2 separate regions of the Oryctolagus cuniculus genome follow, and region 2 is linked to region 1. A link is a contact called in public Micro-C data. All regions are on one chromosome and are shown on one strand. Each heading gives the region's core, a stretch centred on a gene start, on an enhancer-like site or on the middle of the called end of the contact. The rest is flanking DNA. Distances are from core to core; before and after follow the strand shown. Region 1 holds the start of MBD2 (methyl-CpG binding domain protein 2). Region 2 overlaps MBD2 (methyl-CpG binding domain protein 2).

What was found. Hi-C and Micro-C count contacts between places; a contact is called where the count stands out from the background.
Region 2: a contact with region 1 is called in a Micro-C map of ear pinna, with 4 times the contacts expected there. The contact joins the enhancer-like site here to the promoter of MBD2 in region 1. A contact is called at or near these places in 3 of 6 Hi-C or Micro-C datasets (ear pinna, psoas muscle and an unstated tissue).

What each region holds. Positions count from the first base shown.
Region 1 is chr10:24,013,765-24,018,063 of mOryCun1.1, forward strand. MBD2 (methyl-CpG binding domain protein 2) reads left to right here and starts at 1,784. Exons shown (of 10, transcript XR_011379325.1): 1 at 1,784-1,999; 2 at 2,048-2,072; 3 at 3,253-3,467; 4 at 3,583-3,687. POLI (DNA polymerase iota) reads right to left here and starts at 1,790. Exons shown (of 11, transcript XM_051851199.2): 1 at 1,591-1,790; 2 at 124-246. The coding sequence starts at 1,699.
Region 2 is chr10:24,056,619-24,060,917 of mOryCun1.1, forward strand. MBD2 (methyl-CpG binding domain protein 2) reads left to right here. Exons shown (of 10, transcript XR_011379325.1): 5 at 2,266-3,685. Among named protein-coding and RNA genes, the nearest start is that of POLI, 43 kb to the left of the region's middle. Within about 2 kb of position 2,588, at least 5 of the 8 cell types and tissues checked have an H3K27ac peak or open chromatin away from gene starts, as enhancers often do. A contact at or near this core is called in ear pinna, where this site is marked.

The sequences.
Region 1 (4,299 bases), core at 534-3,033:
GTCCATATAGCACTTTAGGGAACGCTTCCAGAATCTTAATATGGTTAGTACATTAAAATACAAGCATCCTCATAGCTAATGATACCATTACACAAGAAAAATATCATCAATGTCCAGAATTACCTAAAGGCTTGTCCTTTAATTCTGGATTTGAGATCATTTCTACCTGTGCATAAAAGCAATCCAAATCCACGTGGACTATGATTCTGAATGAAGAAGTTCGAGTTGGGACCACTTGATCATGAACTGTCGCACAATATACAAAGAAATACAAAAATATATTCAGACTGCTTATCATCCTTGAGCAACAGGCAATGTCTTAGAACATGGTATCTAAGAAAGAAGACGGCAGAGTGATTTTAAGTTTTTCTTGGATTTGTTTTGTCAAAATTTAAAAATTACAAAGACCTTAAACTCCATCTATAGTAGGGTCTTCAATCCTGCTTCCATTTCTTTGCATAGTTATTTTTCTCACGCTAGAAAAATAGTTGACTAAAAGTTTCTTGATCCATTATGGATGATGCAAGTACTAATACTATCCTTTTGAAGTACATAGTAGCTTTTAGAATAAATCAGAAAGGGCAGAAAAGTTGAAATGTTGATTTCCAACATTACACTGTGGCATGTCCTTACATTTAAAAAAATCTGCCACGTAAAACATCAAAGGACAACCTGTGAGTTGCAGTGGACTCAATTTAACTCCTACTTGAGAGCAGGATTATCTGGTTTCGTGCTAACCCCAGCGCCTAGAAAAGCATGCAGGACATAAGAGACTGCTCAACACCACTCACTAACTGGAAAGACCCAATTATTTCTTGGATTTCAAAAAAGTCTTTAACTCATGCATGGGCAGAGGAAGGGTTGACAGAGGCAAGAAGGGCTCTTCAACCAGGTTAAATCAGGCAGGCGAGATGCAGTGGTGGTAGTCTCGTTTGATGCTGGAACAGCCAAGAACATTAGGGTAAGCACTGGTAACGTGAATACAGTGTAGTCCACTTAGCAATATTATACCAATGTTGATTTCTTAGTTCTGACAAACGTACCAAGATAATGCAAGACATTAAAATTAAGGGCATCGCTCTGCAACTTTTTTTTCTGTAACCATGATATTCCTTTTTTTTTTTTTTTTTTTTTTTTAATGCAAAGAATGTGAGGCAGAGGTTTGCCTGCAGGCCCTGGGGTTGCCACAGGCAGGAACCTGAGGTCGGGAATGTTTCAACCTCCCAACTCCTGGCTTCCCGGCGGCCATCCCTTCCAGCCCAAACCGAGGCCGGATCGCAGGCCCCCAGCAGGAGACCGACATGGTTCTCAACTTCTCTAACCTGACGCAGCCCGGCAGCTCGCGACCGGCTCCGCCTCGCCGCCCTCGGGGGCTGCGTCCTCCACGTGCCGGCGGCGGGCTGACGCCACCCACCTTGCACCTGCGAGACGAAGTCATCCCCCCCGAGGGATGCCCCTTGCCTGAGAAACACGAGGCAGATAAGGGAAACCCTCCCTGGACAGGGCCGGGAAAGCGAAAGGCGCCGGAGGCCGCAGGGGCGCCCACCCGCGCGTCCCGCCACACCCTCCTCGTTTACGCCCTCAGAGCACCCTGCGAGCCGCCGGCCGCCTCCGCGTCCGCCAGCTCCATGGCCCAAGCCTCGTCCTCTTCCTCGTCGCCGCCGCCTTCCTCCTCCGACTCCACCCCCAGCGTCGCCATGCTGCAGCCGCTCTCCGCGCGCGGCGGCTTCCGCCCGCTTCCGCCCGGTCTCCTGGGAAACCGCGGCCCCGAGTCCGGCCGCTGGCGCCGGCGTGTGGCGGCCAACCGGCCCGCTTCCCGGAGTGACGCGCGGGCCGGGGTTCCCGGGTCGGGTGGCTGGAATCGAAACCCCAGTCAGCTCGGTTTTTCCTTGAGGGCTTTGACGTTCGGTGCACACCACGTATTTTAACTTTCATCTCTGCTGCCTCCTGATCCATGTTAATGTAATTGCTAATCCTAGACCTGAACTCTTTCTTTCTGGTGAGAGCAGGGGGAGCAGGGGTGGGTGCCCGTTATGGTAAGCTCCAGGTGGCCATGCGAACGATGATGGCAAGTGTGTTAAGGTTTGTGAGGTGGCGTTTGCTTTATTTAATTATTGGACCCGGTTTGACAGCTCCCATCAGCTTGTACACTCCCCCCAGATTGCCACAGTGACTGGGGCTGAGCTAGGCTAAGGAAGACAGAAGCCAGGAACTCAATTCTGGTCTCCCACGTGGTCTCCCACGTTGGGCAGGGGCCCAGCTACCTGAGCCGCTCATTTCCTGCTGCCTCCCACGGTCTGCACTGACACGAAGCTGAAGTCAGGATCTCAGGAATTGAACCCAGCTCCTCCAACGTAGGATATGAGTGTCTGAATCGCCAGGCTAAATACCTGCTCCTGGATCCAAGATTTAGTACCAAAACTGAATAGGATTTTGATCCATGAGTTTTGATGTCATAAAATCTCCAATCTAAACCTTTCCCCTTGCTAATTATGTGACTCTCTGAGCCTCAGCTGCTCTGCTGTTTAAAAAAAGAAGAAAAAACAAGAAAAGAAAATGAAAAAATTATCTTAAATATTTTGAGATAAAATGAATAGATAAAAAACTGACAACTTTTTTAAAAAAGATTTATTTATTTGAGAGGCAGAGTCACAGGCAGAGAGATGGGGAGACAGAGAGAAAGGTCTTCCACTCACTGGTTCACTCCCCAAAGGGCTGCAGTGGCTGGAGCTGGGCCCATCCGAAGCCAGGAACCAGGAGCTTCATCCAGGTCTTCCACATGGGTGCAGGGGCCCAAGGATTTGAACCATCTTCTACAGCTTTCCCAAGCCATCAGCAGGGAGCTGGATTGGAAGTGGAGCAGCCAGAACTCCAACCAGTCCCCCTATGGGGTGCTGGCGCCAGAGGTGGAGGCTTAACCTACTACGCCACAGTGCTGGCCCCTGACATACAGCTTTAATACCCTGATGTATATAAAACAGCTAACACGTTGAAGTTGCTGAATAATTATTAGTTCTTTCTTTGCCTTCTATGAGGATGCCATGAGTGTCTGTGTTTGTTGGTTTGTGTGTGTGTGTATGTGTATGTGTATTTCTTCCAATTATTTACATTTCTCACACTCTTGCTCTTTATGCTATTCTGTGTATATGAATATATGTATATGCAAACACATATATACAGACATTAAAATATATATATGCACTTGTATTCAAACATGTAATTTTTTGCATGATTCTGTTTCTTATCAAATAGGATCTGAGAATGTTGAGAAATATTTTAAAGGAAATGTTGATGCATCCAGAAAGGAGAAGGAATAACCAGCCTAGCTGGGGCTCAATGGTTTGAAGACCAGACCTTCCTCGTTGGGTATTTATTCTTCGACATTTGGACCGCTTCCCTAAAAGTCTCCTCTCTAGGATCTGCATTGCCTGTTTAGAGCTATGCTATTTTTTTATGAATGCTGTTTGGTAAGTCTAGATAAAGCGCTTTTGAATTGAGTTCTTCTTTGGCCATTAAGTGCCAGTCAAGAGTCCAATAATTTTAGAAAAACTAAGATTTTTTTATTTTTTTAAATTCTTCCAGATTGAGAATGATGCAAACCACTGAGGTACCATGGCAGAGGAAAACAGTTCCTTTAGGAGAGATCATCACAGCTCACTTATATTCACATCATAGACTGGGGTAAAAGTGAGTAAGGATTTAAAAAACAGCAATTTCTTGCTTTGGTTGCATTTATTTCCCGGTCAGTTGTCAAACTTGAAAAGTGGCTTTTAGCCCATGAGAGTATTACAGGCATGGAAAGCCAAAACACTCTGGCAAAAAAAAAAAAAAAAAAAAAAAAAAAAAAAAAAGACCTAAATGAAAGATCTCCACGAGTGAGATCCCAGGGGAAAGAACAGGTCATCAAAGAAGGAGGTACCTTTCTCTGAAGGGAGGAGAGAACTTCCACTTTGACTACGACCTTGTCTAAATATGATCAGAGAACTCAAAAGGCTTCCATAGCCTTGGCAACTCATGACAAGAGCCTAGGGTGATTACTGACGCCATAAACAAGAGTGTCAATTTGTTAAGTCAACAACAGGAGTCACTGTGCACTTACTCCTCATGTAGGATCTCTGTACTTAATGTGCTGTACATTGTGATTTAATGCTATAATGAGTACTCAAACAGTATTTTTCACTTCGTGTTTCTATGTGGGTGCAAACTGTTGAAATCTTTACTTAATATATGCTAAACTGATCTTCTGTATATAAAGAGAATTGAAAATGAATCTTGATGTGAATGGAAGGGGGGAGGGAG
Region 2 (4,299 bases), core at 1,338-3,837, 44 kb after region 1:
GAATTAAGCTAACAACCATCGGCTAACATATTAAGTTGTATTTTAGGGCTCTCCAAGCCAAAGATAATTTTATTTTTACTAGTAACACTGTGATTTTTACTTAGAAGCAGTTAAATCAAATATGTGTGTTTCTATCCTTTAATCCTAAAAAAAATTCTTTTTGAATACCAGACGCTAAAATGATTTTCCTTGGTTCCAAATTTGCCACTTCTTGTTTTCGCGTGCTTTTCAGATAATTAACTCTTCTTTTTTTAGTTTGTACTATTAAGCATGGGGTTTCTCTGTAGTCATTCCAAGTGGAAGAGTATTAAAAAATCTATTTATACTGTGCATACTTGAAAGTGTCATTTGGCCTTGACGTGTGGTGCCAGCAGTATTTTGTTTTTGTTGGGTATTAGCAGTTGGGCCAACTCAGTGAATCATAAAGTCTCCTAATTAGAACTGCAAAAAGTTTTTCACTGTGCCATCACTCCCATTTAGTGTCTTGATAAACCTGATCTTACTGCTTAGACTCTAAGAGAGGGAAACTGATGCGACTGTTATCACTTGATGAAAATATGCGCAGTAGAAAAAGTAAGATTTTCTATTACCTATGTCCTGTTTTTATTGAATATTTTATCACACCCAAAGATTCTAATGCAGGTTATATAGCTGCCAATGAAACATGCAAATCTCAAAAAAAGACATTACTGTGTAACAATTCCTCCTGAATCTGTTCTATTTTTCAAACTAAAAATAGAAATTAACAGTTATTTTTTTGACAACTACCATTTCTTTAAGGGCTTAACCTCTGATTGATGTGGTAAACAATAAAGGGAAAATATCTGGAACAATGGGTAGGCTAATAGGGGTGACAGCTGGTGTTTTTCAGCACCTGCCTTTACACCTGGGAGGCAGGGATCAGAGGTGGTTAAATCTCCATTGTTCCTTTAATGGACCAGATTTCATACATAATCCTCTCTTGTTTTTGTTTTTCACTTTTTCCTTAAAATAAGCCAGTAAGACCTTATTCATTATAAGAGATAAAATTGAAAAATTTGGTCACAACTTTACTGTTTGTGAAAAACAATGTGCTGCTATAGTTTTCCCAGGTGTGATATAAAGTGCATTTTCCTAGAGGCAGAAAAAGTTTATTGCTTGCCCGGTATTTTAAGGGAATACAAGGGGCCTGTCTCTTAGGTATTGCATGTATTTTCATACTGTTAGGGTCTCAATCTAGTCCCCAAAATTCATTCTATTTCCTTGATAGGAATGTTTTCTTCCTTCAGCGGAAAATATTTAAGTGCCACTGTTATTATTAATATTTATACATTGCTCTATGGTATCACAGTAGAAAAATATGTGTGGCCAAAAATCTTTGAAATGCGTGAATAAAGTTTTTCTGAACAGAGAGAATGCTAAACTATACTGGCATTTAGCGAATGGAATCTAGTAGTTGAAGTCAAAATCATGACCCTGAGTTCTCGTAATTTATTCCTCTAAACATGCTTTTTATAGTCATGTTATTTGACTTGTATCCTGGAGAGGTAAATTTGCCACAAGTACATCTTTTCCCATCTATTGTCTCAACTGCCTTTTCTCCTAAGATTTTTTTCTTACATTTATTTACCTTTCAGTTTTCATTAGGTGAGAAAATCATGGTACTCCATCTAACAGAGTGTTTGTCATTCACATTTTAATCCCATTTTTTCTGACTTTTGTTCCTTCAATTGAGCCTTGAGTATTTGTATTCCCTAGCTTCAGTTCCTGATCCTTTTATTATTATTAAACATATATGCTCATCTTGGAGGTCTCTGTCACTTTGACAGATGACTTCTAAGTGCATGTCTCCAGAAGTGAGCTCTCTCCTGGAAAGTGGACTTGGACTTCAACTCTTTTCTGGACACATTTCTAGATGGAATTCCTGTGGGAAGCTGTAACATAGTATATCTCAAATCAGGGACATTAAAAGGTCAGGCTCAGAGACAGACAAGTTTGGGTGTATGAGTCAATGTTTGCATGTATTGCAAAGGTAAAATTATAATTTTCCATTACATCATACCAACATTAACCAGTTTTTCTATACATTAAACTCAGTCTCAACTTTTAGCTCCTATGCGTTCAGAAGCCTAGTATTATCATGAATCTGATAGCTTTATATTTTTCAGACATCCATTTGGTAATATGCCATGTTTAATTCTGGTAGCACATAGCCATAAATGTTTAATAACATATAGAAAACGTGCTTCTCAAATTTATATTAGTTTTTCCTTCATCTATTTCCAGCTATCCTTTAAAATCTTAGTGTGAATGAAGAATCTGCAAACAAACGCATTTCACAGATTCCTAGTGGTTGTTAGGTTGGACTTTCAACACAAGAGTATTTACCGAGTCAAAGGCCATGGATTCTCGTGTTAGACAAGAACATCGAAATTAAGAAATGATCCTGAGAAATTCGGTAAATTCTACACGGACTCAGGTTTTGAGTCTAAAGGTAAGTCCCACGTGGCTAAAGGTCATATTCCAAGTTGCTTCCCTGTCTCCACGCTCAGGAAGTTCTAGCGCCGTCGGTCAGAGGCCCTGAGCTCAGGCCCTGGCCAACACCTATAATCCATCATCCCAGGGCCCCGCGGCCTCCTTCTCGGAGTTCCCCGGGAAGCCCTGGAAAGGGGGTATCCCAGTGATCGTTAGGGAACAGAACACGAGGTCCAGCTCGTCTGTCGTTCATTCATTGGGCAGTAAACACAGGTAACGACACGCAGCGCGGGCGACGAACCCTGCTGTAAACCCGGTACGCGCCGTCGCTGGGGCGCGGGGTCCCCAGTGACTCAGAGCCCGACCGGCCTTCCGGGCTCGGCGCGTCCCGGGGGGCGGGGGCCGGAAGGGCGCGGCCGGGGGCGGAGCCGGTGCGGCCTGGGAGGGCGTGTCCCCGAGGAGGCGGAGACAAGATGGGCGCTCGGAACGCTTGGAGGACCTAAGAGGCGGCGGCCGGGGCCACGCCCCGGGCGGGAGGGCCGCTCTGTGCGCGCCCGCTCTATGATGCTTGCGCGCGTACCCCGCGCGCCGCGCTGCGGGCGGGGCGGGTCTCCGGGATTCCAAGGGCTCGGTTACGGAAGAAGCGCAGCGCCGGCTGGGGAGGGGGCTGGATGCGCGCGCACCCGGGGGGAGGCCGCTGCTGCCCGGAGCAGGAGGAGGGGGAGAGCGCAGCGGGCGGCAGCGGCGCTGGCGGCGACTCCGCCATAGAGCAGGGGGGCCAGGGCAGCGCGCTCGCCCCGTCCCCGGTGAGCGGCGTGCGCAGGGAAGGCGCTCGGGGCGGCGGCCGTGGCCGGGGGCGGTGGAAGCAGGCGGGCCGGGGCGGCGGCGTCTGTGGCCGTGGCCGGGGCCGGGGCCGTGGCCGGGGACGGGGCCGGGGCCGGGGCCGGGGCCGCGGCCGTCCCCCGAGTGGCGGCAGCGGCCTTGGCGGCGACGGCGGCGGCGGCGGCTGCGGCGGCGGCGGCAGCGGCAGCAGCAGCGGTGGCGGCGGCGCCCCCCGGCGGGAGCCGGTCCCTTTCCCGTCGGGGAGCGCGGGGCCGGGGCCCAGGGGACCCCGGGCCACGGAGAGCGGGAAGAGGATGGACTGCCCGGCCCTCCCCCCCGGATGGAAGAAGGAGGAAGTGATCCGAAAATCTGGGCTCAGTGCCGGCAAGAGCGATGTCTACTACTTCAGGTACCGCCCTGGGGCGGGGGGGGAGGGGGCGGCGGGGTCAGCCCGGGGTCAAGGGTCAAGAGCTGGCCTGGGCCGGGGGTCCCCGGAGGGGCCCGGGGGATGTGTGTGCAGGGCAGGCTGGCCGGGCAGTGAGGGGTGTGAACCCTCGGGTGGGAGTCGGCCCCGGCGTCCCATGCCAGAGGGGTCAGGAACAGTGGTTTGGTGTGCCGTGCGAGGGTTCTTGCGGTCGGGAGGAGTTGTCCACGGAAGGGTTAAAAGAAGGTGTAATTCATCGAAACTATAAAACCCAGTGGCTGTTGGCTCCTGTCCTGGCCTGTCCTAGATTCATCATCGCAGGAGTGTTTAATCATGCACATGTGGAAGAATTAGCTCTGCGCAGCAGCGAGGGTTAGGTTGCTTCGTGGGCCCCGGGAAAGTTTCACGGGAAGCGGCTGCTTGGAATGCCTCAAGTTTTGTTGTAACTCCCCTGGTGTTGCAGAGCCTTTGTTACTTGGTTGATAGCCTCCCAACCCGCCATTCGCCCCCCAGGGAACACTTGGCAATGTCTGCAGGTATTTTTGGTTCTCACACCTGGGGAGGGGTTCCTGGCGTCCTGTGAGTAGAGGCTAGATAGA